2 separate regions of the Sus scrofa genome follow, and region 1 is linked to region 2. Evidence: chromatin contacts called from public HiChIP or PLAC-seq data. All regions are on one chromosome and are shown on one strand. The core of a region is the stretch at or near the end of the contact, and the rest is flanking DNA. Distances in the headings are between cores, read along the strand shown. Region 1 holds the start of ST8SIA4 (ST8 alpha-N-acetyl-neuraminide alpha-2,8-sialyltransferase 4). Region 2 overlaps FAM174A (membrane protein FAM174A).

What was found. HiChIP or PLAC-seq counts read pairs in DNA pulled down with a chosen protein or histone mark.
Region 1: a contact with region 2 is called in an H3K27ac HiChIP or PLAC-seq map of alveolar macrophages. The contact joins the promoter of ST8SIA4 here to the enhancer-like site in region 2. A contact is called at or near these places in 1 of 5 promoter capture datasets (liver), 4 of 47 Hi-C or Micro-C datasets (blood, embryonic fibroblasts, fetal skeletal muscle and 1 more) and 2 of 2 datasets of contacts at active chromatin or transcription factors (alveolar macrophages and skeletal muscle).

Annotation. Positions count from the first base shown.
Region 1 is chr2:106,844,476-106,850,492 of Sscrofa11.1, reverse strand. It overlaps ST8SIA4 (ST8 alpha-N-acetyl-neuraminide alpha-2,8-sialyltransferase 4), which reads left to right and starts at 4,687. Exons shown (of 13, transcript NM_001037322.1): 1 at 4,687-5,088. The coding sequence starts at 4,976.
Region 2 is chr2:106,566,376-106,571,721 of Sscrofa11.1, reverse strand. FAM174A (membrane protein FAM174A) reads right to left here. Exons shown (of 3, transcript XM_003123804.4): 2 at 3,269-3,403. Among named protein-coding and RNA genes, the nearest start is that of FAM174A, 14 kb to the right of the region's middle. Within about 2 kb of position 1,686, at least 6 of the 83 cell types and tissues checked have an H3K27ac peak or open chromatin away from gene starts, as enhancers often do. A contact at or near this core is called in alveolar macrophages, where this site is marked.

The DNA of each region.
Region 1 (6,017 bases), core at 3,438-5,937, 280 kb before region 2:
GCAGCTTCATGATTGCCAAAACTCGGATGCAACTAAGATGCTGGATTTCAGATAAATAAAGTATGGTATATCCAGATAATGGAATATCATTCAGTGTTAAAGGAAATGAGCTTTCATGCCATGAAACAAAATGGGAGAATCTTTAAAGTATATTACTAAGTAAAAGGCCAATATGAAAGGGCTACATATTGTATTATTCCAACTCTATGACTTCTGGGAAAAGCAATCCTATAGAAACAGTAAAAATATCAGTGGCTGCCTGGCACTAGCTGGGGTTAGAAAGGCTAAATAGCTAGAGCACAGAGGATTTTTAAGGCAGTGAAACTACTCTGTATGATACTATAATGTTGGATATTTATACCACCATTATAGTGGTGGACCTTATTGTCTGTCAAAGCACATAGACTGTTCAACACCAAGAGTGATCCCTGATATAAACTATAGACTGTGGATGACAATAATGTGGTAGTGTAGTTTCATTGACTTTAACATATATACTACTCTGGTGTGGGACTCTGGTAGTCAGGGGGCTGTGAACATTTGAGGGTGAGGGTATACCTGTCTGACCCAACCTGTCTCCATCTGTCAGCTGCATGTTAGGTCCACAGTCCTACCCACCGCCCATGCCTCATGACTGAACTTTAATCTACTCATAAGCAATGCATCCAAGCCAGATGGATTCCCCATCCACTTTACCCTTGCCTTCATCTGATATGAAAACTGGAAGAATGCCTTTTGCTAATGCAGGTGCTTAATGGTCATGAGACCTTCGGGGACAGAAAACCCCCTGGTTCTAGCTGCTTCAGATGTGTTCCTCACTTGGTTTTCAGATTTTATTTTTAGCTTTGGCCTCTTTAAATCCCCCTGTACCCTCCGTGGTGCCGAGTGCAGATGTGGATGCCCCTGGATCATCTGTGTGTGGGATCCTTCCTGCCTATATGTTAAGTACCCACAACAAACTTCATAATTGCATATTATGGAGTTGCCTGCTTTGTTTTTTTGGTCTCAAAGTTCCTTCTCAGTTCAGAGGATTTTATTCAATATCTCAACTTCCCAACTGGGTATATGGAAAGTCTATACTTTCTACTTAATATTGCTATAAAACCTAAAACTGCTCTAAAAAAATAGTCTATTAAAATATTATGGGTTATTAAAAGACCCACTATGAGACTGCAAGTATCTATTAATTTCTTTCTAGCTGAAGTTGATGGCACAGCCAGCAATTAAAACATGATTTACATTAAGTTAAAGGATAAAGTAGCATTTTAAAGCTAACTGCCATTACTTGCATTATTTATTCATAGGGTACTGTGTAATTGCAGATTTGTGCTGAATAAAGACAAATGTGTTCTCTTTATTGAAGAACTTACAGTCCAAAGATAGAATGGAAATTTAGGAACAACTTTAATTTTTCAGGATCATTAAAACAGGCATTCTAATGGAGGGGGTTAAGTTCAAAAGACTCTTCCATGGATAAGACTTTTTACCCAACATTTATATTTATAGTTCTTATACCTTATAGCATATTACGAAAAACCAGACTGTCCTCAATTTTGGCCTTAGTGTTGGCCTATATGTTTATTTTAACTTGGCAAGTTGTTTTGGATACATATTTCATGAATCTAATAATATCAAACAAATGATATTAAGTTACACTCTAAATGCTGAATTGTTCAAATATGGAGAGGGGAATTTCTTGAGCTTCACTGAACCATTATCATTCAGAAGTGTTCACCTCAATCTAAAAAGTACTATGCTTAACAAATTCCAAAACAGCAGCATTACACACTTGAGAGTTCAGACATTTGTCTTATGTGTTGCCATGACTGGTTCTTGGTATGCTTTAGTTTTGCTGTCCGTGGGTTTGTTTTGTCTTGTTTGGGCCAGGTGAACGGTGTCCCCAAATTTAACCCGAGCTTAACACATGAATTAAAACCATTTTCCCCTTAAATTTTCATATTTCAACCTGCCCATTAGAGAAGAGAGTTTGGCATTGTGGAGCTTTAGATTATTATGATCACACTGAGGACTTATGTTCATACTCCCCCTTCCCACTTCCTGTTCCAACAGTACAGACTACTTCAGAATTCCCCAGAGCAGCAGCATTTTACTCCTCTCTGGAGTCACACCTACTCTTTCCTCTGCTTCCACCCTTCTACTCTCCCTCTGCCTGGTTTGCCCCTTAGTTTTGCAAACCCCAGTTTATTCTGTGCGCCGCTCCTAGGAAGCTCACCTTCATTGCTCCCAGATGTTTAAACAAGCTATCTGCTTCCAACCAGCAGCTCACCCAAATACAAGGTACATAGTTCAAATGGTGCTGTTAGTTCATGGTGCCATATTGCAATTTGTTTTTATTATTTATTTTTCATATCTGTCCACCTCTAAGTAAGTGATCTCCCTGTTTGGTCAGATGCTGTATTTTATTCATTTCTGTGTTCCCAAAGCCTTACATACTGGCCCGCAGTAATTGCTTAAAAAATGTTGGGTAAATTTAATTAGGTGATACATATTATTCAGTCATCATCAGTGAGTAGTGTTTATCTGAAATCCAGAATGTTTTTGTTTTCTGCTTAACAATAAAAAGTTAAGGGGGAGTTCCCTTTGTGGCTCAGCAGTTAATGAACCCGACTAGGATTCATGAGGATGCTGGTTCAATCCCTTGCCTCGCTCAGTGGGTTAAGGTTCTGGCGTTGCTGTGAGCTGTGGTGTAGGTTGTGACACAGCTTGGATCCTATGTTGCTGTTGCTGTGGCGTAGGACGGCAGCTACAGGTCAGATTTGACCCCTAGCCTAGGAACCTCCATATGCTGTGGGTGCAGCCCTAAAAAGACAAAAGACAAAAATAAAAAAAAATAAAATAAAAAGTTAACCTAGAGAAGTTAGCATACTAACCATGTACTGCCCACCCCCTCCGCATCCCAGTCCCTTTTAACATAAATAAGAAGCTGTTTTATTCTCGGAGTTTCTGCCTGTTGAGAAGTCTGTGTGATAGATATGCATTAATGCAGGCAGGATTTGCCTAGATATCAATAAACTCGAAAGGCTCCCGGTGGGCCACTTGTAGTGTCAATAAAGGTTCATAATTACTTGCTCCTTTGAGCATTTTAAACCCAACCTCCTATTTGCTCCACTGCGAATAGGAGGCTGGAGACCAGAGAGGTTCTTCACTTTCTAAATCTTAGGGGAAGAATGGCAAATATTGCCAGGCATCTTGGGTTTTTAAGGAGAGGATTTGGCTATTATCCTTGTTATTTTAAGCTGTCAAAGGACTAGAAACTCAGAATAACCACCTTTTTCTCCCTCCAGCAGAGAGTTGATAGGGAGCCTCACCCTTACATTACTGGCTCAGGGAGGTGTAAACCTCAGGGGTCCACAGCTGCAGACACTGCTCAACCTGAAGGAACAAGTGATGTAATTTAGAGAATCTCTGTGAGGAAGGGGGAGGCAGAGAACTTGGGACCTGCTCAAATTGATGGGGGAAACTCCTGGCTTCCAGGCATTATTTCTCCTGAGCGGTGCCTCCATCAGCTCAGAGGTAAAAGTCAAACCAGGACTGGTACAACCCAGTGCAGCAAGCACTCTGGGTGAGGAGAGTGAGGACCATAGACATGGAGAGGTATTCTGATCAAGACTCTAAGACTGGGAAAGTGTCCCTCCCATTAAATACAGTAGAGGTAAAAAATAAAAACCAACCAACTAAGCAAACAGAAACAGGAGAGGGAAGAAGAGAGTGAGAATCAGATTAAAGACACATTGAGACTTTGTAGAACAGCTTGCTCCTCCTTCTTTCCTTCTTTCTTCCCTCCCTCCTTCCTTCCTGAGTATAGGTGTACTTGGGTTTAAAAACATGGTCCTGCTTTTCTCAGAATCCTCTCTCTCTTCAGTGAAGTTTAAGTAGGGTTGGAGTTTCCTTGACTCCTGAGTGAGGAGTTTCCAAATGGCAATGAATGAGAGTCACATAAATATCCACAAAGTTCCTAATGACACCTCTGTTATCACTTGTTTCCTGCAAGATTCTGAGTCGGGTGGTCATCCACCACCCACACCGAGTGGGCGATCGACTAATCCGCTCATGTGTGTATTTGTACTTTCCAGATTAAGCTGTGCACGGAATATAAAACGTTCTCCAACTCCTCCCCCCTCCCTCCCCCATTCATTCTACTTGGGAGGGCGCGCATTTGCGTGTGTGCACGCGCCTGTTTGTGCGAGTGTGTGTATATTTAGCAAAGACGCGTGGAAGAAGCTACACCTCTTGCTACCCACTCCAAGCTCTATCTGAGCAGGACGCGTCTCTGATCTGTCACCAGCAGAGGTATCCTCTCCACGCTGGTGCGGACGGACTATCTCGGTGCTTCCTTGTGCACAGAGCTAACGCTTTGGTGTCCCGAGAGAGCGACCTGACTTCCTCCTACTGCTCTTCCCACGGTATGCGAGTCCTGATGCGTGCGAGTGTGTGTGTGTGTATACACACGACTGTGAGCTTGTGAGCTTCCTCTCCCAGCACAGTGCAGACAGCGCCAGCGACGTTACTCTCCTAGCAGCAGCCAGCAACGCAAGGCAGCAGCAGCCTCCGCCCCCTCAGTCCCGTGATTGGCTGGTTTTGCTCATCATTTCCCTGCTAGAAAAAGGGAAGGGCCAGTGACGCCCCCGAACCCAGCTGCAGAAGCGGCCGCCACCTCCCATGCACAAGGTGTCTCTTCGGAAAAGAAACCTGAGCCCCAGGGAGGCGGCGCGGAGCGACCGGGGCAGGGCTGGCGGGAACCGCGAGGGAGTGCGCTGGGCACTGCTCGAGGACCAGCGGGAGCTCGGCTGGGCTGCAGAGGACCCTCGAGACCTGCCCCTGAGATCCCGGCTCCACGCTCTCCTCGCGTTTTACAGATTCCCCTTCCCCGTGACTACATCTCCCCAAAACGGAGCCTTTATATGAAGAGAAGGTGAGGGAGCTGGGGCAACCAGGACTTTCCCGGGCACCCAAGATGCGCTCCATTAGGAAGAGGTGGACGATCTGCACGATAAGTCTGCTCCTGATCTTTTATAAGACAAAAGAAATAGCAAGAACTGAGGAGCACCAGGAGACGCAACTCATCGGGTAAATGCAAAGCTTCATTTTAGGATATGTCAAAAAGTCAAGCCATAAATGAAATGTGAATATAGACGATAGAGTGAGGGTTGGGGTATTATGTGCGTTGGGGTCAGCTTCTGAATGTTTAGTCTCATGAATTAAATAACAAAGGCTGTGGTTGAGGTGTGTATGCTCTCTACGTGGGTTCCCAGTATGAGTTCAACTTGCCCTGTGCGGCGATAGTGACGGTTGTATTGGTGCTGCCAGGGCTCATAAGCCCAAGTCATTGCAGAAGTGTCAACAAAGAACGGGTGTCCTTGCCCTTTTAATCCCAAGGCAAAACTCAATCGAGATGTCTTTATTCACCATCTGATTGTCCTTCCTTCTTTCCTGCCCCATCACGGTAGGGAGATAACTAGAAAAAGCTGGCTTCCTGAAAGGCTGAAGTTAATTAAAGCCCAGAAAGCAGGAAATGTGTCTCTGTTTCTTTACAATTCTTTGGCGTTGGGTAGATCTGTGTATCATAATTCGAATTAGAAACTCCGACACAAGCAACCATACTTCCTTATTTGCTCTCCGTGGGTAAAACGCATGGGCGTCATGGTTACAGTTTTGGAAACTGGGAACTGTAGCTTCACACAGACTATATTTCTGCTCTTTCTTTAGTTTGTCTAGATGAGTTCAGACTCTTCCTCCACCTCAGTAAGTTCTCTAAATATCACACTTCCTTCCTCCCTCCCTTTGGCCTCTGTATCTTTGAAGTTTACCCAGGAGGTGGCTGTAACTCTGTGTTGCTTACATAGCTTGGAAGCGTTTTCTGAGGATGTGAACCCGGTTGTCAACTCTGTACAAAGTCCTGTTTCGGAAATCCTCCCTCATCCCGAGGCGTCCGCTATCGCCATCAGAAACTGCACGCTGGCAAAGATGACATTTATGAAAACGGGGATAGAACCCTT
Region 2 (5,346 bases), core at 437-2,936:
TAAGATTTTTTTTTTAGTAAATGGTGTAATACTAAAAAACGCAAGATGATTTGATTATCAGTATCACTGATAATCATCATCATCTTCACCCCGAGACTTGCTTCTCTGTTGTGATTACCATTTCTCTCTCTTTTTTTTATAGTTTAGTTTTTCTTAATTTACTATTTAATTTTTTTTATCATTTATATAAAATACATATGTATTTTCTACTGTACAGCATGGTAAAACCCAGTTACACTTATATGTATACATTCTTTTTTCTCACATTACATGTTCCATCATAAGTGACTACACAGAGTTCCCAGTGCTACACAGCAGGATCCCAGCCAAGGGGGAAAGGGAGGGAGTGGGAGGGACTGGGAGCTTGGGGTAAATAGATGTAGAATGTTGCTATCTCTCTCTTTTTCATCTTCCAAACATAATACCTAAATCTCGTGGTAATAGCTTTCAAAGTCTTTTGAATAATCTACTCCTGTCTATTTCTCTTCCTGTCACCTAGTACAGGCCATCCCATGGAGGTGCATCATCTAACTGGTCTTCCCAGTCTTCCTCCTTATCTTACTCTCCTCCAATTTATGCACATTAATCTTCAAAACACAGCTTTGATTATTTGCCTTAAAAATATCCAAGTGGCTTTTTGTAACCGGTCAAATAATTTCTAACTGATTAACATGGATCACAATTTGGCTTCTGATTCTATGTTTAGCCTTACCCATAATTCCCCCTTTGGCATTAAAAGTTCAAAAATCATTCATTCACCCATTTATATCACACATATTAATATAATAATTAATATCTATTTAACGTCGTTTAGTGTTTGCAATACACTATATTTTCTTTTTCTTCTGGTACTCGGTGTCTCCAGATCTGTAACTCCCACCCCTATTTCCACCTTTCATTTAGCTAATTTTTAGTCATGTGTTAAGTCTCAATTTACATGTTGCTTCCAGTAGGCTTTTTGGAACCATCCATTTCCAATTAAGCATCTTGTGCCCCAACTGTATGTTCTCATCCCACCCTATTTTTATTTGTTCTCTGTTTAGATAACTTTGATTAATGTTTAGCTCCTAAAGAAATGCAAGATTCATGAAAAGCAGGGAATAAGAGAGGGATAAGTATGAGACAAAGGTCTGATGAGACAGGATACAAATAAAAGATGGCTACAGGTAATTCTATCTCATGGTAATTGTCCCCCCCTTCTCTATCCTCTCCTACCTTCCCTAGTTCTGTCCCTGTTCATCTCTCTTAGGCCACTTGTCCCATAACTATAAAAGGTATCCTTCTACAACACAGATCTGATTATCTGATTACATTCATTCCAATCAAATACCATCACTAGTTATCTAATTACAGCAAGGTAGTACCAAACTCTTTGAAAGATTATATAACTTTTATATTTCCCTCAAAACAACAACAAACAAACAACAACAAGCCAAACAAATGAACCTTGAACATCTCTGTGACTTGACACAGCTGACCCTCGTGTACAGTGACTTGCGTATATAAATATACATGCACACACAACAGGCTGCATTCCAGACATTCTGCTGCTCATATTCCCTCAACAAACTACCATCTTTACAACTACTAAACTCTGAGTAGTTTCTACTGACATAGCAACCTTTGTCTTTGGTCGAGCATACTTGAAGTAGATGAAATGGGGTCCAGATTCAGTTCCTCTTTGGAAACAACTCAATTTCCTAAGTCAACAACTTCCTTTTTGGTCTCCTTTTCTGTGTAGAAGAGGGACCTCATATGCATCTAGCTTTTTACTTTTATTTATTTATATATTTTTGTTGTTTTAGGCCCACATCTGTGGCATATGGAAATTCTCAGGCTAGGGTTCAAATTGGAGCTGTAGCCGCTGGCCTACACCACAGCTCACGGCAACACTGGATCCTTAACCAGGATCCTCATTGTTACTAGTTGGGTTCATTACTGCTGAGCCATGATGGGAACTCCCACATTTAGCTTTTAAAAAACTACAGATATGACACTTTTCAATACTATAAAAACTTTACAGAAAATTAAAAGAAAATAATTGTATAAAATGTGAGGCTCCACCCCCTATGCCATTCAATGAGCACCTTCTGTAGGACGAGCCTGAGATGAGAGAAATGACCAGTTATTCCTTCAGTCAGTGTCAGTTCCCAATTGTTACAATTATTCTTACTTTCATTCTAGTGTGTAAAGATAAGTATTACACACAGTGGCTACTAAATGCATGCCAGCAACCTCATCTGGTCACATCTAAAGAAGCAGTTAACACCTGACAATATTAGACTCAGTGGAGATTGTACAATACTTAGTAGAAAATTTAAGGGCTTTTAGGGGGTATATTTTAATGTTCTAAAAAAATTTAGAATTTTCTAAATAAATACATTCTAATGAATTTTATTCATGTTTATTTTCATTAGCAGACTAAATCCCTAATGAACAAATATAGCTGTTTTCTTCATGATTATATGTCTAGTTTCTAATATTATTTTAACTGCACAATTCACATTTCATGACTGAATTACCAGCAACTAAAAGCCTCTATCTGTCATACAATTTAATAGTCTGATTTTTGTTGAGCTTTCTTAACCCCCATATTTCTGTGCTCTGTGTATTTATACCTGATTCTGGACTGCAGTTTTGCTTCACCCAAATAAGTCCTCCTCTTTTAAAACATAGAGTGGAATCTTTTCCTATTGAGTAGAATATTTCCTCCTTTTCTCATTCCATTTGCAATGAAATAAGTCTATATCTATGTAGTTTTGTTTATTCAAATCTCTTAGGAAAGATCTTAACACTCAGTGAGAACAGATCTGAGAATAGACTTTATGGCCACACTATCACAACACAGACTATTAGTTGCACAATTTTGTCACAATTTGTAAACACCATGTACAAACAGAATAACCCAGACTAAAATCAAAATATTTTCAGAATGCGAAAAGAAAATCAAATTTTCTAATATTTCTTTTTCTCTCTCTCTCACACACACACAGTTAATACATATTATCAGTATGTAGCAGTTAAAAGGACAAAGCTCTGCAAGATCTACAATAAAGATTTTTTGGGGGTGTGATATTCTATTCTTTATATCTATTTTAGGAAAACAATGCAAATGGGAGCTATTGGTTGCGTAGCACAAAGAACTTCATTAAACAGAATGAATAAAATAGTTTAGGATAAAAATTGTTGAATGAAATTCTACTTTATTTTTTCAATTTACTTGTCAAATTCCCTCCTGATTTATGGAATTAAATTGCTTAACCCTTACCTTCGAGGATGATTGGCATCAAACAGTGTGTTATCATCATCCTCATCATCTTGTTCTAAAGGTGTCAATTCCATGTTTTCTATGTTAGTGTCCAGAACTCCATATCTCCTAGTCTTTCGGTTTCTTCTTCTCATTCTAGTAAACAGAACATATTAATGAATAAAAATTATTGCATGGTATAGATTATCTTTATTTTATATTTATTCATAAAGTAAAAATAAATTATCCCTCTTTCTGACATCAGAAACATTCAATGTCATAATAGTTCCATTTTAGAAATGTAACAGATTTACCACCTAGGATTATTTATTAAATAAAACTAACTCCTTTAAGTTTGTGTGCCATCATCATTTCTTCTATTTGACATACTTTCTTCTCTGTCAGCTTATAATATTGACAGATAACCCCTAAAGTCTTAGTTCTGATACCATATTTTTACTGAAGCCTTCTATTCCACCCTTAATTGTTAATCTGTATATCTATCAAGGTGTCTCATGATTTAGAGCCCTATCTTTTTCTCTCTCAAGTAACTTGTTCTTTTCCTTCATATAATTTACCCAGTCAGCACTTATATGTATTATGTATATGTTCATTTGAGTGTTCACATTTTCCTGTCTCTCCCACTAAGTTCCATGAGGAGAAAAACCCTGTGTGTCTTGTTCACCGTATTACTACTTGGTAGCACACAGTCTGATGAAGATGTACCCAAGTGACATCACATTCTATTTCAGTGATCCTAACTGACCCTGATATCAATGCCTCATTTGCCTCCAATGCAACACACAGAAAAATATGTTTTATACAAGTATCTACGGGGATTTAAAAACAAAATAGAAGATACTTCAGCAAGTAATAACAAATAGGTTTACCTAAATTCTGATTCACTCTATGAGGTAATAAGTATGATAAGGGATACTACTACTACAGCACTAAACACAGAGCAATACGAGCCTCTGTAATATATACTATATGTGTGACAAATACAGACACACACATTTGAGTCTTATTAAGCATCAGGCATTGTGCTAGCTTCTGGGTATGAAGTATCTAGCCTAGTGATCCAAATTTAGAAAATATTACTAACCCTCAGCAAAAAAAACAGATAATTTCTACTAATCACTGCCTATACATCTATCTACTTATCTATATGCCCATCCAAAGATGGAAGAAGAGGAAACAGATGTGTAAGTATAGAATTTAAAGCTACAAATAAAAGCAATGGGAGAGTGAATACTAATATAACTAGCAAAAATGAGGTAGAATTGGTGACAGTAGGAAGTATAAGGTAGTCTTTTTTATAGGGTGAGAAATTACATGTGTTTAGGTTGTTAACTTTACGAGTATATATACATGTGTGCATGTTTCTGTGTATGTGTGTGCATGCTCAAACGCACACGTACCTCACAGAGACCAGATTTCTAATTTTTTCCTATAAAGGACCAGATAGTAAATATTTTACACACTGTCAATTACAGTCTCTGTCACACATTCATTTAAATTTTTTTGGTTGTCATTTTGATTTTTTACAACCAACTCTTTAAAAATGTAAAACATGTTCTTGGCTCACAGGTCTTAAAGAAACAGGTCAGCAGACCAGATTTGGTCTATGAGTCAGTTTGCCAAACTCAGGTTTAGACTTATGAAAAGTAATTACCTGAAAAACTAAGAACAGAAATGATTAAAGTGTTGAGAGTGGAAGTAGAAATAGAAAAGTACAGAAGAGTTATAGTTCATTACTGGTCCTTTTGAACACATGATCTTTTAACATTTGCATGCATAGCTTTGATATAGAAAAGTGAATACACAAGAGTGAAGCTCTGTGGCAGCATAAGTTAAGAATATTCAGAATTATAATCTCTTCTCTTCCTTTTTGCTGGTCTGTTGCTCAATTTTTTAAACCATATGGTTTCCAAACATTCTGGCATTTTCAGTATGTGAAATTATTTTTGAAAATAAACCAGATTCTTCCAGGTCATATATGTCAAATAATCACTATGTTAAAACGAGGTGGTCACTGCCAGTCACAGGATACCTTGCCATTCTTTAAAAAGGAAATTATATGAACATGGAGGGTTAAG